2 separate regions of the Anser cygnoides genome follow, and region 2 is linked to region 1. A link is a contact called in public Hi-C data. All regions are on one chromosome and are shown on one strand. The core of a region is the stretch at or near the end of the contact, and the rest is flanking DNA. Distances in the headings are between cores, read along the strand shown.

Region 1 (3,949 bases), core at 721-3,220:
TTGGCGAAATGCGCTCCTATACAAAAACAAGAAAAAGCAAACATCACCTACTACCAATAAAGCTCAAACTCAAGAACACTGGCTGGGAACAGTTAGCGATATTTTGACATCCCCTCTCCATTTGCCTAATGGTTTTCTTAATGATGTTAAAACAAAAAGCACTCACGATGCCAGTTTGCTGTTTATGATCCTAACTCTGCTACCCTGAGGCAAATAAAAACCCTGTATCACATAAAAAGCCTAAAGCTTGCACCAACGCCTCTTCCTATCCAGCGATATTCTTCAGGAATAAAGGCAATGCGGGAAGAGCGCAGGTTTTTGGGGCTACAACCTGAAGCAGGAGGGTGCAAGGCAGCCTCGGGCGGCTGGGCTGAAGGGGACGGGGCAGGACTGACCCTGCCAGGCAGGCGGCACCCTCTCCTGGCCGATTCCGCAATAGCAGCTGCCGCAGCAGGTCTCGGGCACGGCGGCCACCGCAGCAGGGCCCCAGAGGCTGCCCTACACCCGCAGGAGGCTTCTGCTGCCACCACCGGAGCCATATGCCATTGGGACAGTCGAGGAACAATCTCTGAAGCGCTACAGGTGCCCGTTTGGATAGTCAAGGTCAAAAATTTTAAAAACTACTGAAGTAAAGGTCATTGCACATAATATGTAACGCACATTTTGCTGCAATTTATAGACAAAAAGATACTTACAAGTCTGATATACTTCCTGGAGGTTTGTATTTAAGGATACCAAGGAGAGTCAACATTCTTTTAGCTGTTTGCTCTGGCAGCTCCTCTCTGATGTCAACAACATGCTACATAGTTGTAAATAAACAAATAAACACTAAGTATTTGTTCAAGTCATGTTAATTAACTGGTAACATTAAAAGAATTGACTTCATCTACTTATCATATGATACATCAATGAAGTGAGATGTTCCATACAGAACATTCATTTTTATCACCAAGCTCTGATTCTCTTTAACAGATTTTTCTCCTACATGTGTATTTAGGTAATTTTATTCTAGGCATATGTTCTCCCTGCTCACAGGACCGCTTCTATACAGACAAACCATCTGCTGCCACCAAGGAACTCTGGGATCCTACCAGACCAAGGCACATGTATCTGCACCCCAGGTCTGTGAATGATCCCTTCTAATCTCATACACATCTTTGGTAGCCTCGAGGCAGAGGCAGTTAACAACTCGATATCTATTGCAACTGAGAAATCACAAGGCTCAGTTCTTGGTCAGTCCCTGTCCTGTGCAAGTGAGCAAGACACAGCCTGACTTTTGACTTAAGAATGGAGTCATTGTCAGTGTGAAGCAATTTAAGATCTTGTGTCCTGATTCCCAAGATAAAATATAGTCATCAGACTCTAGGGGGCAAGGGTCCAGTATCCCTGGCCCAAGAACCGTTTGCTTGTTTGCCAAAAGCACGTTGATGTAGAGGCAAAAAGGATTCTTGCCAGGCACATTTATTTCCAGGAAGATTCATACAGGCTATTTTGGTAAACCAAACATGCCACAAGGAACAGGCCTAAATAAAAGCATTCTGCGCAGTTTTTGTGACGAGCCCGTCCGTGATGCTTGCAGTTCCCCAGGCCTGAGCAGCTCCGATTGCCCTCCTTACCTTCGGGTCAATCTCCCCCAGCACATCATTGAGCAGCTGCAAGAGCTGCATGGACTCCAAGGAGTCAAACGTGATCAGATTGTAGCTCTTCCTGAAGGGCTCCTGATTGAGCTTCTCAACAATGAACTGCATTTGGTCACTCATGGTGGCGGCCGGGGGAGCGAGCCTCGGCGGCACGGCCGGAGGTGATGTGAGGAGGCCTCGGCGGGACCGGGGGAGGGCTGCAGGGGCCAGGCACCACCTCGGCGAGGCCTTTTTCAGCCCCACGGCTCCGAAGGAAGGGCCGGGACCCTCGGAGACCCTCAGGGGGTAGCGCCCTGAGGCGCCGAGGCCTTCACCTCCCCTCAGCGCCTCCCGGTTACCATGGTAACGGTTGCCAGGCCGGGGCGATGGCGTCACTTCCGACGCTGCCGCGCGCGCGCTTCAGCCAACGCGCCGGGGCGGCTGCAGAGGGGCCGAGAGCGGGAGGGGGGCTGCGCATGCGCAGAGCGGCGCGGGGCGGTGGTGGAATGTATTCACCCTTTAACGCGTATAATTAGCATCCCCGTTTGTTAGGGGGATGCTGCGGCGTGTAGATGTATAAATACGTTGATGTAGTTACCCAGTTAGCGTTTCCGGTGGTCGTTGGCACGATAAAAAGATGGCAAATGGGGCTGGCGTGCGTGACTGGAAGGGTTGTCTCAGTTCTGTGGAGGAAAGCACAGGGGATCTGTGTGGAAAACGGGGTGCTTCGTGAGGGGGGAATGGCAAATTATGTCCTTGGGTTGTCAGTGTGCCTCAGCAGAGCAATAAGCACTTAGTCAGTGTGAGCAATACCACATCTGAATGAGGACAGGAGCTTCAAAAATACCAAACAATCAAAAATAAGACTCCGGAGCTTGTTCATGAAAGTGGTATCTCCAATTTGCACTTTTTTTAATTGCAGATCCTTCAAAAAACACGTTTAGACCTTAAATAGGTGGATTTTGGAGCCTCTGCGACTACAATTAGCTTTTTGGATTGTCTTAGAAGCCCACGTGAGTCCACAGATGATGGAGTAAAATATGCAGTGAGTCATATTAAATTGGTGCCAATTGAAATGCACAGGTTGTAAATCACTGCGGAATTTTATTCAGTAAATAGCAATCATAAATGTAACGCTTTGCAATTCTAAGTACTGCGTCTATCTTAGATTAGCTCCTTTCTTCCTTCTCAGTAATATAAAATGCTTCATAAAATCCTAATTTACTGATCTTCTCTGAGAGCCTGAAAAGTGACACTACATTGCTGTCCTAGCTTTTAACTGGATAAACTCAGTCACAGAGGGGATGGATGAGGAGCTTTTGATTGCGCATGAAAGCCAGGAACATAATCCGAGTCTCCTGACTCCTGGATTTGAACTTTAAAAACCAGATCATGTTTCCTTTGTGCTTTCAGTCTGTATACTGACCTTTAGGAATCGTATCTACCTACAAGTTCCCAGAAGAGATCTACTTTCCCTTGACATGCTTTCCTGGTATCAGTTACGCTTTTCTTCTGATGAGTATTTTGAGCATATAGAATACACAGAGGGAGCAAATGAAAAGGGTATTTCCCATGAAGGCACTGGGGACCAGTTCTGCTCCCTGTAGGCTGCATGGAAAGGTAATAGGAAGTGGTAGATCCATGGATCCCGGGCAGTAATGCTGGAGAAATGCCGTGTTTCTGCAAATACGGAAACACATCCTTACCTCAGGCCTCTGTACAGGGGAGAGAATGGATTGTGCCTGCAGTGCCGAGGGCAGTGAGAGGGATCTGGATCTGGGCTGGGTACAGTGGGAGGGTGCTGCTCTGATTCTCTTTAAGTCTTCCACTCCTCAGACCTAAGAAGTAAAGGACAGTTCCCCTCTTCGCATGTCTCCTTAGTGTTACAGAGATGACAAAGAAGAGGAAGGGTGTTTGAAAATTAGAAAACACCAAGGTAAGAAAAAAAGATCATGAGATTGTATCACCGTTGTGGTGAAAATCCATGAACTCGGATCTTAACTGACGTGATGTGATGCCTGGATCAGGTCTCACAGAACTGAAGGCCAGTGTTCATACGTATTTGTTGTATAATTCTGCAGGCATTTTCCAAATTCCCAAGTTAGTTTGCATGGAGACTTATACAGGATTTCAAGCAAAGTTTCCTAATGACTAGTGAGTTGTTACAACAGTGCTGCCCTGGAGCTCTGTCCAATTCTCTGGATAGGGCTCATGTTTTATATTGATTGGAAAAGGCTTACGGAAACTGCTTATTAAAAGGGTATCATGCAGAGGCAGTGTGCAGAAGAAAGGGAATGGAGCAAAATAAGCTATCTAGGTCTCTTTAGATC
Region 2 (3,949 bases), core at 635-3,134, 140 kb before region 1:
TTAATTCAGAGTCTGCAGCTCTATATTATAACTCATTGGATCCACTCCTGTCATCGTTTTCCTAAATTCCAATAGAAACCAATAGGGAAAACTGTATGTGCAAAATTGGACCCATAACATTTGTTATTTGTCAGTGGTTGAATACTTGCAAGTCACTATTTCATTTACTGCACTGAAACTGCTTTTGCATATTTTCTTATTTTGTACTTTCTTCTGCAGTGGTGGATCTGCTTCGTGAAGAGACAGTTCATGAACAAGAGTCTGTCAGGTCCTGGGCAGTGAAGAGGCAAAGCAGCAACAACATTAAGCATTTCCACAGGAACATGTGTAAAGGATTTTGCCTTTTTTTTTTTTTTTTTGGATATGTTTTGTACCAAGGAAGAATTAAGTGCTTATGAAGAAAAAAATAATCAATGAGAGGTAAAAAGAAGTTAAAGCAAAAAGAACATTGAGTACTGTAAGCAAATATTAAGCTGGTGCTTAATAAAAGATTTCTAATGTGCTGTTTCAGATGCAGGCTGCTTTATTATCAGTGGTTACAGCTAGCATTTAAAACAGGGCTTTTGTTTGAACAGGAGAAATGTGTGTGCCTGGGGGCGTATGTAATTGCTCTGCTGGCTAGAGTCTCAATATCACGTGTTAAAGTACAATGATTTTTACCTTTTTTCAATAAACTTAGCTTGTAATTAATGTGATACCTGCTTTATGTCTTATGGATAGCTTTCAAAGAAATAAAATTAAAATTTTGGTGAAAAGGCCATCATTATTGTTTAATGGTAAAGTAATCAGAAAGAAGTGAATCATTCTTATTGTAAACAAGATTAATGCAGAGGCTGTAGTCTCCAGCAGTGTCCCCGTTATTTAACATCTTCCTCTGCAGAGCAGTGCTCTGAAGATGTTTTAACGTCTTCAAAGAGTAATGTAGGCAGATTACATACACCTTAGTCCAAGGCTGCCTTTGTGATGGCAGATTTGGTCAAACATAATGAGCACATGGTAGCAGCAAAAATTGTTTTGATCACTCTGATGGCTTCCTGAAGATCTGCAAATGTGAGTTCATTTTATTTTCTAGACAGAAAATTGCAGTTGTGGCAAAACGTTGTGGCAATGCTTGTTTCATTGCCGCCGTACAGCACCACCATAACTTTGCGTTCCTTAACACTGGGCTGCTCGGCGCAGTCACTGAGAGCTGTGGTGGCCTCGAGCCGACAGCTCCTCCTGCTGTCAGTGGCAGTAATGCTTGTAGAGTAGCCACGTTTTACATTTTACACATTTTACTCCCTTTCACAGTAGGTAAGGGAGTGGAAAAAATTAAGTTGATGAAAGAAAAAACTCCCAACACAGGTTTTATCTTGTTGCTGTGTGAGGTTGACCGCTCTTGAGAGGCAGTTCCATGCCTCATAGTTAATGGTGGCTCAAGTTAAAGTGTTTTTTCTATGTCCCAGAATAAACCTGGGTTTTAAAGGGTCTTTCTTCTCAGCTGTCTATTTTTACAGGCAGAACCTCCGTCATCTCCAAGACCTGTCACACTTAGCTGCCACAGCCAATAGCTAATGAAGTTTTGGTAGAAAATTCGGTTTTGAGAGGAAAAACGGCTAGGTTTAAGAGCTCTGCAGATACAGAGTCTAAATCTTTTTACACAAAACACTGCTGAGCCGGAGAAGGTCTCCTCCAGCCCCCATGACACACTGCCAAGCCTGACATAATCCCCCTACTCCTACCACCCACCCGCCCTACAGCCGACTGAGGGAAGGCGCCGCTGCGCGGGCGGAGCTATCGGGGGGCCTTGGCCCCGCCCGCGGGCTGCCCTGCCGAGCGCCTGTCGGGCCGCGCGCCCGCCGTCAGGGCAGCGGCGGAGGCGGCGTCGCGTGAGGCCCCTGCGACGGCGCCATTTTGAAGCGGCTGTGGTGGCCCCGATCCGTTCCTCCTCTCTTTCCGGTCCCCTCCCGGCTCCCTCCCGGCTCCCTCCCGGCTCCGTTTCTCCTTGCCGTGCCCTCCCGCCGCCGTCATGAGCGTGGTGGAGCACGTCCGGGAGATGGCCTCCGCCGGGCTCCACTCGAACGTGCGGCTCCTCAGCGGGCTTCTCCTGACGATGAGCGGCAACAACCCGTGAGTGGCCCTCCCGCCGGCGGCTGAGGGGGAGGCCCGCGGGGAGCCTGCGGGCAGGGGCAGGAGGAGGAGGAGGAGGGCTCAGTGTTAGGGCTCTCCCTGCCTACAGTGGCCTCTGTGCGCCTGTATGTTATGGAGAGTTGTTTGAGCTACTAATTAACGCCAGAATCCCCTTCTGAAACCCTCACTGCTCAACATGGGAAGGTAGCACCTTTGTGAGGAGTTGTACCTGTTACCCAGGGGCCCTCCCAGTGCAGCAAGGGAGCAGCAACATTTGGAAATTGAAGGCAGACAAGCAAGCTTCACATGCTTTGGAATCTCTTTGGCTCTTTGCTGAACTTAGTCTGTTTGCATTTTTTCCTAGGGAACTGTTTTCACCATCTCAGAAATACCAACTTCTCGTATATCACGCGGATTCTCTTTTCCATGATAAGGAATATAGAAATGCTGTCAGTAAGTACACAATGGCCTTGCAGCAGAAAAAGGCTTTAAGTAAAACTTCAAAAGTAAGACCTTCTACTGGGAATGCTGCATCAACCCCCCAAAGCCAGGTATTTCAAAACTGACTAATGTGCTGCATAAAATGATCAGGCCCCCTCTGTTCAGTTAATGTTGCTGATTTAATGATGTAGTGTTAGATTGTGGATTTATCATGTCAAATAAGCCTCTTTTCTAATGGAAAGCTTAATTTGGTCTTGGAACGTGAGTTTTATATGTGCAATTCATGCTTTTTGAAGACATGAGAACCAGTCAGTTGCGTTTTTAACTTTCTTGCACTAGACTTTTCTAACGTATTTTAAACATTTTATGAGGCGACCTTATTTACGTTTCTTATGTGACTGTAAAGTGCTTAATGTTTGTGTTTTATTTCAGTGTTTACCGTCTGAAATTGAAGTGAAATATAAAATGGCTGAATGCTATACAATGCTGAAGCAAGATAAAGATGCCATTGCTATTCTGGATGGGATTCCTTCCAGACAGAGAACCCCAAAGGTTTGTTCTGGCAGATGTTTGTCACAAGTCCTTGGTCGGTGTATTTCTAATCCTTAGGCCAGTAAAGCAATGTAGTCTCTGAGTATAATAGAGCTTGAAATCTGTATCATCCATCCATCGTCCATTCTTTCTTGGATGTTGTTATGAGTAGTTTTCATAGGGCAAAGAGCGATTACTCTCAACAAATGTGTGTCACTTCTACCAGGAAAAAAAGTTTATATGATTGTAAGCTGTTCAATTACGGCAAGTTAGCGAGTGAGTGCGAGATATCTGAATAATTTGCTCTGGTTTTGAAGTGGGGCTCTAAAAGTGAGAGCCAAGTACAGGTTTAACGTAACGTACTTTACTTTGTGGATGTAGCTAGGCAGAGTCCTAGCCTCCATGGAAGAGCTGTGTATCGCTGGACAGGAAAGGCATGCTGTCACCAGCTGGAGCTGAAGGGGATACACTTGTAGCCTAGTTACCTTGCAAGGCTGACTGTTCTGTGCTGTTTCACTGTTAGGCAGTCAACTGAACCTGCTAAACTGTGATTGTTAAAATTGAGCAAGTGTTTTAATACGTTCTTGAATCCAGAATGTGTAAGGAGTAGCACATCATTTCTTATTGTATGGTTTGAGCAATGCGAGATGCTTGAAAGGATGAAGACTTTGGCAAACAGTAGGAACACCAATGCTCCGTCTTTCCAGTTCACTACATCCTTCTTAATAACAGTTTAGATAACGCTAAATATTTAGATCCCATTGTGGACTGCAGTGCTAAATATGTTGAGTCTGTGCCTTCTGGCTCTGTTATGTCATAAGGGCTTAAAAGATAAATGCATCAACTCAATCATCTATGTTTTATCTTA

What was found. Hi-C and Micro-C count contacts between places; a contact is called where the count stands out from the background.
Region 2: a contact with region 1 is called in a Hi-C map of liver, with 2.3 times the contacts expected there. The contact joins the promoter of ANAPC7 here to the promoter of IFT81 in region 1. A contact is called at or near these places in 4 of 7 Hi-C or Micro-C datasets (granulosa cells and liver).

What each region holds. Positions count from the first base shown.
Region 1 is chr17:3,186,781-3,190,729 of Taihu_goose_T2T_genome, reverse strand. It overlaps IFT81 (intraflagellar transport 81), which reads right to left and starts at 1,970. Exons shown (of 21, transcript XR_010825530.1): 1 at 1,617-1,970; 2 at 696-799; 3 at 1-16. It overlaps LOC106031147 (P2X purinoceptor 4), which reads left to right and starts at 2,075. Exons shown (of 16, transcript XR_010825536.1): 1 at 2,075-3,555.
Region 2 is chr17:3,326,145-3,330,093 of Taihu_goose_T2T_genome, reverse strand. It overlaps ANAPC7 (anaphase promoting complex subunit 7), which reads left to right and starts at 1,884. Exons shown (of 11, transcript XM_013173346.3): 1 at 1,884-2,109; 2 at 2,474-2,660; 3 at 2,983-3,102. The coding sequence starts at 2,009. ARPC3 (actin related protein 2/3 complex subunit 3) reads left to right here. Exons shown (of 7, transcript XM_048073652.2): 7 at 220-695. The coding sequence ends at 282.